2 separate regions of the Triticum aestivum genome follow, and region 2 is linked to region 1. A link is a contact called in public HiCAR-type data. All regions are on one chromosome and are shown on one strand. The core of a region is the stretch at or near the end of the contact, and the rest is flanking DNA. Distances in the headings are between cores, read along the strand shown.

Evidence for each region. HiCAR-type assays count read pairs that join an accessible place to other places.
Region 2: a contact with region 1 is called in a HiCAR-type map of leaf, with 9 times the contacts expected there. The contact joins the promoter of LOC123122981 here to the promoter of LOC123122977 in region 1. A contact is called at or near these places in 1 of 5 Hi-C or Micro-C datasets (leaf) and 1 of 1 datasets of contacts at active chromatin or transcription factors (leaf).

What each region holds. Positions count from the first base shown.
Region 1 is chr5D:481,793,193-481,798,955 of IWGSC CS RefSeq v2.1, forward strand. It overlaps LOC123122977, which reads right to left and starts at 1,667. Exons shown (of 2, transcript XM_044543366.1): 1 at 37-1,667. The coding sequence starts at 1,447.
Region 2 is chr5D:481,980,861-481,985,982 of IWGSC CS RefSeq v2.1, forward strand. It overlaps LOC123122981, which reads right to left and starts at 2,514. Exons shown (of 4, transcript XM_044543370.1): 1 at 1,199-2,514; 2 at 1-690. The coding sequence starts at 622. It overlaps LOC123122982 (40S ribosomal protein S29-like), which reads right to left and starts at 4,350. Exons shown (of 3, transcript XM_044543371.1): 1 at 4,187-4,350; 2 at 3,854-3,953; 3 at 2,736-3,041. The coding sequence starts at 4,248. The coding sequence ends at 3,033.

The DNA of each region.
Region 1 (5,763 bases), core at 417-2,916:
CTCTATGATATAAATATACTAAGAATGAGGAATTACCTGGCGGATAGAAACTCGTGAAAGGATGACATTGTTTCATAGAACGGGTTCCATTAAGTTTCCTGGATTGCATTTGCTTAAGTTCAAGCATGTAGGCACTGTCATCCACATAGAGGATGATCACATCGTTATCTTCATCATACCCCAGCACTTTGTCTTGCCACACCTTCCTCCTAGTCTGATGAGGGATCCCAAGAGTGCTATGCATTTCAACAGTCTTCCGCAAAAACCATGTGGCAATACCCTGAGAGTTAATCACCCTCTGCCAGATCTGAAGGTTCGGGAAGAGGAATATGGCTATGGCTAGGCCATCGGCGCCGTCCTCAGGCTTGATGATCCTATAGTTGCCAGATTCATTCATACCAGGAGGCCCCATGATGACAGCTAGGCTCTGCATATCCAAATCAAACCAAAATATGGCATTGCACGAAAGCAGCCAATAGAGTGTATTACCAATAAGGGTCGCGGGAACACTATCACCATGGAGCTCGCATGGATACTTTGTTGATATGATATTGCTCCATGTGTCAGTCTCCGAGGAAAAAACACAGGCCTGTGGTTGATGATCTCTTCTGTGGGACACCAGGACAACCTTGAAAGGGCTGCAATGACAGTGGCCGTGCACATGGTCCTGCTCGCCAGCAGCACAGAGCACCGCCCCGTAGAGGATGGACGGCGGCCCGAATTCGGCAGGAACAGCCAGGTAGCGCTGCTCACCGGTGATGGGGGCGAACACAATAAGCTGCCTTAACACCCGGTGCAAGGCAAGCACGCGGCCGCCACGGCACCCCAAAACTTCAAAGCCACGGGAGGCCATGCCGAACGGGATGTGGATGCGCTCAGCAGGGACACGGTCGGGAGGGTGCAGGATGTCCTGGTTGAACACGATCTTCCGTCGGCGCTCGAAGAAGCCGAGCAGGGGCGGCTTCCAGCTCCTGCGGCGGGCTTGGAACTGGCGGATGAAGTTGGGGTCGGTGGCGAGGCCTCGCCAGCGCCTGGAGACCAAGGACGCGAGCAGGCGGGACGACGGCTGCGGTGGCAGAAGGAGAAGGATCTCCCAAAGCATATCCAACGGCAGCGACTCGCACGGGGCGGGGGGACGACGGCCGTTCCGCGGCGTATCGCCGTCGCCCGGCAGAGGGACAGGCGCCTCCGGAGAGGTGCGGCGGCGGCGGCGGCGATCCTCGCTCGCCCCGATTTGGGAGCGGCGGCGGCGGCCGGGGCGGACCAGCCCATCATCCTCCTCGCTCGCCCCGATTTGGGAGCGGCTACGGCGACTGGGGCGGGTCACCGCGATCTGGGAGCGGCGGCGACTGCGGCGAGCGCCGGCCATTTCGGCGGCTTCCTCGCTCGCGCCGATTTGAGAACGGCTGCGGCGGCCGCCTGGGGAAACCCCGTGGTAGGTTTTCATTCTGGTGGTGGTTGTTATTCGGTCATAGACGACTCCGGCGAGCTTTCACGGCGGCCGTTCAATCGGGCGCCGCCAAGGGGGTGGGTAGGGGTTAGGGTTTTCTTTTCCGTTCCAAGGGCGAGCTTTCACTGCTACAAGTTCTTCTCTGGAGGCCCCACCTGAAGACTAGCTGCGCCGTTGTCTTGCTGGGCCAAAGACCCGCATTCCCACAACACCCAGAAAGCAGGTTGAGAACTGGGTTTGGCCTCATTCTGTTTGGAGAATTTTCATAGAAAAACACACACACAAGAATAGATGCATTGGGTTTGTAAGAAATGCTTACAGGAATTTCATAGAAATACTATTCGTTTCCTGTGTTTTTGGAGGAAACTACACATCGCATCCACGTAAAGCTCATTTTTTTTTACGTAGGAACAAGTCAAGACAATTCCTTGGAATGGCAAATGTCATTCTATCAAATTCTTGTGCACTCCTAATTCCTGAGTTTGGATTTCCTCCACATTGAATGAGCCGGTGTTAAAAGATACTGCTAAATGAAATGTAGCACCAAGCAATGGCATGATGATTTTGCCATACCGACCTTGATAGGATCGGGGCCATCGAAGGGCCCAGCCGCACAGGGGAGTATACACTGCTGACGTAGATCTCCAAAGTTGACCATCACTACGGACACGATATTTGTCTGTAGACTGATCCAGACTAGTCCACGGGCAGTGATGTGGAAGTCAGTCATCCAACCTTATCCCCTAAAATTTCCGCCTCTTTCAAAAAATATTCGCGAGCTCAAAATAGCAGCATATCAAATCATCAAAGATTGAAAATATTCAAATGCAATAGTAGTTCTAATTTAATTATTACAATCCAAATAAGTATTTAAAATAGTTCAAACTTGCATTCAACTAGCACATATGTTCTAGTTGTCCCCTTTGAGTGGGACGACGGTGCCACGGTCCTACATAGCTATGGTTTGGACCCCCGCAGAGTCCCCTAGTTTGTTTTTGATTTGCGGGAAACAAACAAGCAGACTGGTCCATGGACCGATGTCGGACGGCGCTGGATGGCAAATTACGTCCGGACAGCACGGTCTGAACGTTTACGGGTGATTTGAGGGTCTGCTTTGAAGATGCCCTAAGCATCTCAGGAGAATTTTTTTTTGCCAGGGGTGTCTTGTAGAGTCTCAATGATCCGCAAGAGACAAAACGCGGACTCACTCTACAGAGGAATAAGCATTGAATGAACAAGGTATGCTTGTGGGAAAGTATGAAGTGATCACTCCCATGATACGTAGTTTGAAAAAACAAATCCAAATGTTTCAAGTATTTTGTGAACGTTCACAACGTATGTGACTACAATCCCTAAGAAAATCAGCTTGAAATTTGAAATAGACATTGGGAAACAAATGATAAATATGAATAGTGTCATGAAAAGACAAAAGCAAAATTTCAGAATTCACGTTTGGATTTGCTTCTTTGTTTCTGAATGTGCATTTTGAATTTGAAACTGAAATTTTTAGGTTTGTAGACACATTCCTTGTGAACATTAACGATTGTTTTCAGAATTTTTTGAAACTTAAATTAGTTTTTGTTAATCATAGCTTCGGAGCATGTGGGTCTTAGTATCACTGGATATTCTCCCGTATGCTTGCCTGTGTACCTAGAAACCAGTGGCTAGCTCAAGGATAATTCAACTGGTAACCAAACAAAGCAAAAGCAATACAGAACTTGACAAAAGTACGAAACTATCATCCAATCCATACAACATCCAAGTTTGGACGGTTGGTGAGAACAACGGGAGAGTGATGGTTTACTCTCAACCATGCAAAGCACAGACACCGAGTTCAGAGACACGAAAATACCATTTCAAATACTATACTAAAAGGACACTTGCAGGAAGACTGAATGATAGTGGGCAGTAACTAGCTAGGCTGGGTGTTGCCCACTCAACATGGAGGATGAGGTTATCATAACCATACCCATTGAGCTTGCTGATGGCATTCTCAGCATCTTCCCTGTGGAAACAGTTGACAAAGCCAAAGCCCCTGCTTGATCCCGTCTTCTGGTCCACCGCAACAGACACAAGCTGACCAGGCCAAACGTGCGAAACAACTCGAGAACGTCGGGCTCGTGGGTGTCCTCGGACAGATTGGTAACACAGACGTGAAGGAAATATGCCCTAGAGGCAATAATAAAGTTATTATTTATATTTCCTTATATCATGAGAAATGTTTATTATTCATGCTAGAATTGCATTAACCGGAAACTTAGTACATGTGTGAATATATAGACAAACAGAGTGTCACTAGTATGCCTCTACTTGACTAGCTCATTGAATCAAAGATGGTTAAGTTTCCTAGCCATAGACATGAGTTGTCATTTGATTAACGAGATCACATCATTAGAGAATGATGTGATTGACTTGACCCATTCCGTTAGCTTAGCACATGATCGTTTAGTATGTTGCTATTGCTTTCTTCATGACTTATACATGTTCCTATGACTATGAGATTATGCAACTCCCGAATACCGGAGGAACACTTTGTGTGCTACCAAACGTCACAACGTAACTGGGTGATTATAAAGGTGCTCTACATGTGTCTCCGATGGTACTTGTTGAGTTGGCGTAGATCGAGATTAGGATTTGTCACTCCGATTGTCGGAGAGGTATCTCTGGGCCCTCTCGGTAATGCACATCACTATAAGCCTTGCAAGCAATGTGACTAATGAGTTAGTTGCGGGATGATGCATTACAGAGCGAGTAAAGAGACTTGCCGGTAATGAGATTGAACTAGGTATTGAGATACCGACGATCGAATCTCGGGCAAGTAACATACCAATGACAAAGGGAACAACGTATGTTGTTATGCGGTTTGACCGATAAAGATCTTCGTAGAATATGTGGGAGCCAATATGAGCATCCAGGTTCCGCTATTAGTTATTGATCGGAGACGTGTCTCGGTCATGTCTACATAGTTCTCGAACCCGTAGGGTCCGCACGCTTAACATTCGGTGACGATCGGTATTATGAGTTTATGTGTTTTAATGTACCGAAGGTAGTTCAGAGTCCCGGATGTGATCACGGACATGACGAGGAGTCTCGAAATGGCCGAGACATAAAGATTGATATATTGGACGGCTATATTCGGACACCGGAAGTGTTCCAAGTGATTTCGGAGAAAACCGGAGTGCCAGGGGGTTACCGAAAACCCCCGGGGGAACTAATGGGCCACATGGGCCTTGGTAGAGAGAGAGAGGGCCGGCCAGGACAGGCCGCGCGCCCCCTCCCCCTCTGGTCCGAATTGGACTAGGCAAGGGGGGGCGGCGCCCCCCTTTCCTTCTCCCTCTCCTCCTTCCTTTCCCCCTCTTAGTAGGAGTAGGACTAGGAAAGGGGAGTCCTACTCCTACTAGGAGGAGGACTCCTCTCCTGGCGCGCCCCAAGGGCCGGCAGGCCTCCCCCCTTACTCCTTTATATATGGGGGCAGGGGGCACCCTAGGACACACAAGTTGATCATTGATCTCTTAGCCGTGTGCGGTGCCCCCCTCCAACATAATTCACCTCGGTCATATCGTCGTAGTGCTTAGGCGAAGCCCTGCGCCGGTAGCTTCATCATCACCGTCATCACGCCGTTGTGCTGACGAAGCTCTCCCTCGACACTCTGCTGGATCGTGAGTTCGTGGGACGTCACCGAGCCGAACGTGTGCAGATCGCAGAGGTGCCATACTTTCGGTACTAGGATCGGTCGATTGTGAAGACGTACGACTACATCAACCGCGTTGTCATAAGGCTTTCGCTTTCGGTCTACGAGGGTACGTGGACAACACTCTCCCCTCTCGTTGCTATGCATCACCATGATCTTGCGTGTGCGTAGGAATTTTTTTGAAATCACTACGTTCCCCAACAGTGGCATCCGAGCCATGTTTATGCGTAGATGTTATATGCACGAGTAGAACTGTGACGCCCGGATAATTAAGCTACAGTAATCCCATGTTAACGATGCCACGTCATCTCGGTTACTGTTGCTAATCTCGCGTTAGTTCAAAACCGATCCAAATTCAACTTTGAATTTAAGTCAAATAGTAAAAGTTTTCAAACATAAAACTTTTATGTTCTAAAGGTGCCAGATAATGCGTGGGTAATTGTGGTGGAGAAACCTAAATTTAATAAAATGTTTAAGTGTTCAAAATAATTAAAACCGTGGGTTAAATAATAAAATAAATGCCTTTTGAATTTTATAAAATATTAAACTATTTTAATTGGGATAAGAATTGATGTGGCAGTAGTTTAATTAAAGGTACCAAGTTAGGTGTTAGTGATAATTT
Region 2 (5,122 bases), core at 1,264-3,763, 190 kb after region 1:
CAAACAGATCATCATCACCTTGTGCTACTTCGTAATCACTCTCATAGAAATCCTCATCAGTTTCAACTTCTGCATCTACATGTTCGTCACTACTGTCACCTGCATCTTCAGCACTACTGTCATCACTGTCACAATTGCCATCTTCTTCCTCAAATTCTCGATATGGAACCCTTGAGCTACAGCCCTCACCAAATGACATGAATCTCTTTGCTTTCTTGTAGTTACATCTCATCTCTGTTGCAATTTCTGGTTTCTCAAAGTTGTCCACATTTTCTTTTCCCTTTGCTGACTTAACTGGAGTAATAACCCTTGGCAGCTCAGGCATCCCCTCTACCAACACATCATCATCAGTTACTGACTCCAGGGTGTCACCATGGTCTACAAGCAAGACCAAGTTCTTGTGATCCACTGTTGCAGCAATCATAAGGACAATGTGTGCATCACATGCAATCAACTGAAGGCCATCACACAAAGACTTTCCAGGTTTGCTCCAATACACATCTATCTTGGACACAGCACTGTCATAGCCCAATTGGAGAAGAAAAACATCAATCCATAGAACTGACCAAGTATCACTGTCGCAGCTATCAAACCAGTCCACTTCTTGATCCATGTAGGTCATGTTGCTATCACTTCCACACAAAAAACCTTTGTGATGTATCTCAACTGAAAACAGTCCATCAAATTGCCCTGCATTATGAAATAGCACATACTTTCAGTTAAATGCATTGCACACATTGAGAAAAATTCAGTTAAATGTACTGCAAACATTCAGACATATTCAGTTAACATACTGCGCATAACTTCAGTTAAATGCACTGCACACATTTAGACAAATTCAGTTAAATGTACTGCACAAATTCAGTTAACAGAGTTGACACATTCAGAGTCCGCGCACATTCAGTGAACACCATTCAAATTTACTACATGAATCACACTACAGCTCCAGTACTAATCTGAATCAATTTAACTAGAGGAATCATAGCACTTCTATACCCTGTTTCGATGGCCACATAACCAAGACCATCCCCTTTCAGAGAAAAAGTGCGCTGACTGATAACCCCCAAATAAACCCTAGCCCTATTTTGACGTGAAAAGGGCCCAATGCCGTCCACAGCAATCCGCATCTTGTAAATAACACGGATAAGATGAACATCAACCACGAGAAATCGAAGCCCATTACAGTGGTTAACCCTACCCTGTGATTACGTCGTACAGGCGCGAGAAAATTGAGAAGGAGGAACAGAGCGACGATAGGAACTGCCTCGCCAGGACGTCGACGACACGGGCCATCCATCGCCTCCGTCGCCGGCCGCCGTGCCGCGCCGCACCACCTCCGCCTTGGACTGATCGAGACTGAGGGAGAGGAAAGGAAAGGGATACGAAACGGTGGGGACTCTGAGCGAAGGAGCACGGGATTAAGGGTACCAAATAGAAAAACTAAACACGGTCCCTGTTCCCGCCGTTACAGGGGCTTTTTTGAGAGAATTAATTAAAGCCCAGGGGGTTTTCTGCTTAACAGCCAGGCTGTGCGCCTCACCCAGCCTCTATGTCGCCCCGAGCCACTGACATGTGGGCCAATGACACGCTGGCGTGCCACGCGGGTGGTGCACACCGCGGAATACGTCTGGAGGCACTGTATTTGAACCACGGGACAAGTTGCGGCACCACTTTTGTGTATTTTGCAAGTCTAGGCACTAAACTGACCGCACAGAACAAGTTTAGGCACTCATAGTGTATTTAACTCTTGTTTTAAATAGTTTATATTCCCTGATGATCAGGGGGTAGATATCCATATCAGATACCTGTTTCTGCTCCCTCTGTTCCTAAATATTTGTCTCTCTAAAGATTTCAACAAGTGACTACATACGAAGCAAAATGAGTGAATTTACATTATAAAATATGTCTATATACATCCGTATGTGATAGTCCATTTGAAATCTCCTAAAAGACAAATATTTAGGAACGGAGGGAGTACGAAGCATCCATGCATCCTACTCCTAGATCACGCATCAAATTCATATGCAATCGTATCACTAAGCTTTCTACTCTCTTTTTTTGAGTGAAAGCTTTCTACTCTCTTTTTTTTTGAGGGAAAGCTTTCTACTCTCTTTTTTTTTGAGGGAAAGCTTTCTATTCTCTTTTTTGAGGTACACTAAGAATTCTACTTTATTCAGGAGGTGACGAAGGAATAATTCCACTCATGCTTGTTCACGCACAAATACAAAAGGACAGCAGAAAGCACACCTAACCCCTGGAGACGCTCGATTTTGACGATGTGATACATGCTCAAATTATGAGTGGGATACAGGTATCATTTGGCATCGTTGGCTGTCAGATCTGCCATTGGATGCTCCAGGTTTTTCACGATTAGAACAAGAGGGTGGCAAGAAATTGTTGGCCTCCGACGATTTCTAACCATCTGGGTGGCAAAATATGGGCGGTAGCAGGACAGTCGCGCATCGAATTCATATAGATGACCATTTAACAATTTGGGCGGTTTTTCTGTGACCAACGAATAATTCCACTAATGCTTGTTTTGACCCGCACCTAATACTCAAGAGAAGCTCAGCATTGACAAGTGTTATAGATGACCATTTAACAATTACAGACACATTTTCTAGCTTAAGCAAAGTCAGGGCAGCTAAGGACAACTGTTCAACAAACAAAGATCATAAACAACCACAGAGGGGATAGTAGAGCACAGCAGAGACTGATTAAGAACAGAAGCCAAGTATGAAAACGAGGAATATAAAATTAGAGCATCAAAACAAAGCATGGCCGGCCTTCACAAAATAATAAAAATATAAGGATGCAGAGCAACCTTCTAACCATAATGGCACGACAGGAACAGAATTATCGGTTTCACATGCTCAAACAGCAGTCACTAACATGGTTTCATGGTTTTGTCACCAGGATTCAAACATTAATAGTAGTTCATTACATAGCTTATAGGATAAAGATCAGACTTGATGAAGCACCACAGTTCGTTGATAATTTCCTAGCCCTTGCTTCCTTTGAGGTTTCCATTCTTAACGGTACTGTTAAATAAGAGTGCAGATTCAGAGATCAGTATAAAGAGATTTTGATATGCAAAATAAAAGGCATACAGGAAATTAGTCGCACACAAACATTCAGGTATTCAGGCACAATAGCATATGAATCTGAAAAATAATTTACCCAAACCCAAAAATTGAAGCATAAAACCTACAGTTAATCAGACAAAAGTGGAAATGGAAACAACATTTTTCAATCATCTCAATTTTCTACTAAATCATAAAGTAGTTGTGTAAATATATACCTACTTAATAGATATTTGCACAATTGCAATACACTCAATGTGTTATGCATTGAAATGGGCCCGTATGCTCAAAAAATACTTGGCAGTTAAGGGTTAGTAAATAGTTGAAACTGGGGACAGATGCAACAGAGCAAGACTTATATTGGTGGGAGCAACAAACGGAGCTAGTATCATGTAGTCATGCACAACTCTGTCAGTTCCAAGATGCCTTATGGTTAATAGAAATTGCACACTGATCAAACAGATACAAAACATTGCAAGGCAAAACATGAGGTGATGATTGCAAAACTTGACCAGGTTTACTCTGGCAAGAGGAGCAACACACACATCTATTTTGAATAGATGAATCTAAGATGTCACACATTACACCACAGTATGTACCAACAAATGCCAAGAGAGGCTAAAACTGCTTGACCATACCAAGAGAGGCCTTGTAGACAGAGCATATATATTATTCAAAGCAAAGCATGGTGACATATACTAGTATTACTCGGCAGCCATCAAATTCAGGCACAGATTCAGGAAATCCACGGACAGTGTGGCGGCGCATACCTTGATGAAGCCGATGTCCTTGGCGTTGCTGCGGAAGCACTGCCTGCAGCACATCAGCCCGTACTTGCGGATCAGGCCATGCGAGTTGCCGCAGACACGGCTGCAAGAAAAGATCCAAACCACCACGCGTCACGACATAAAACCATCAAACAATCCAAGGCGCATGAATCATGCACATCGAACACGAGCATATAAGATTTAGAGCTAAGCTACGAGATTGCGCCACGGATCTACAGGTGCGGACATGGAACCGCCTCTTGCTACCGATCTAGGAGAGGGCGGGGTACAAGTTCCCAATCGATCAAGAGTAGGGAGTAGAGAGAGGATCATTACCAAACCCTGGATCCGGGGCCGTAGTTCTTGGGGTGCGAGTTCCAGACGTTCGAGTGTCCCATGGCGGCGGCGGCGGGGCGGCTTGCAACTGGAAACCCTACCTTTTGCTCTCGCCTGGCTAGAATGAGGAGGTCGGGTCGCGAGGGCGCCGGGTTTTCTATATAGCCTGGCAGGCTTCACTTGCTGGGCTCACTTGTACACTTGCGAAACTTTGCCGATCGATGGCCTTGCGGATACATGGGCTGGCCTCACAGCCCGTATTTAAGCAACCACGGCCCGGTAACTGGGGTGATCCATTTTTTTGGCGTCTTTTGTTTTTCAAACTCCAAATTTCGTAGTGTTCTTTTTATTCGCAAGAAAATTTCGTGGTGTTCTGTTCCCTCTTGGTGAACGACACCCACTGCAGACACGGCGTGTGATTTTAACGCTGTCTTCGGGAATCTCCGGTTTGCAACTGAAAAGATACTACCAACAAATACGGAGTACTAATGATGCTTAAAACTGTCAAAAAAGGGGGGAATTTCTAGAGATTGACAGAGCAGTCAGGAGTCTCTACACCGAGTTTTTAAATCTAAGCCGATACGACCGATATAGACTGATATATCAGTTTTAGGGCTCTACGGATATAAATATAACATATTGGTTAGTAAATATCGTTTCCAGACATATTATCCAACATGAACCAAAATATCCCATCCGCATGTGTTAGTTTATCCCGCCGCCTGATGGTGCTTCTATCACTTTCATCATCGTGACACAAACAACCGGTATGAAGAACATGCCTGCTCATGTTTTTGTTTTGTTTTTGAATAAAAGCACCCAAAAGATATCTTAGATCTGGTTAATATTAAGAAAAACAAAGGCCAGTACAAAGAATAGACAAGTGAACGTAGAACGACTTGTACAAAATAAAATTACACTATTAAAAAGCATACT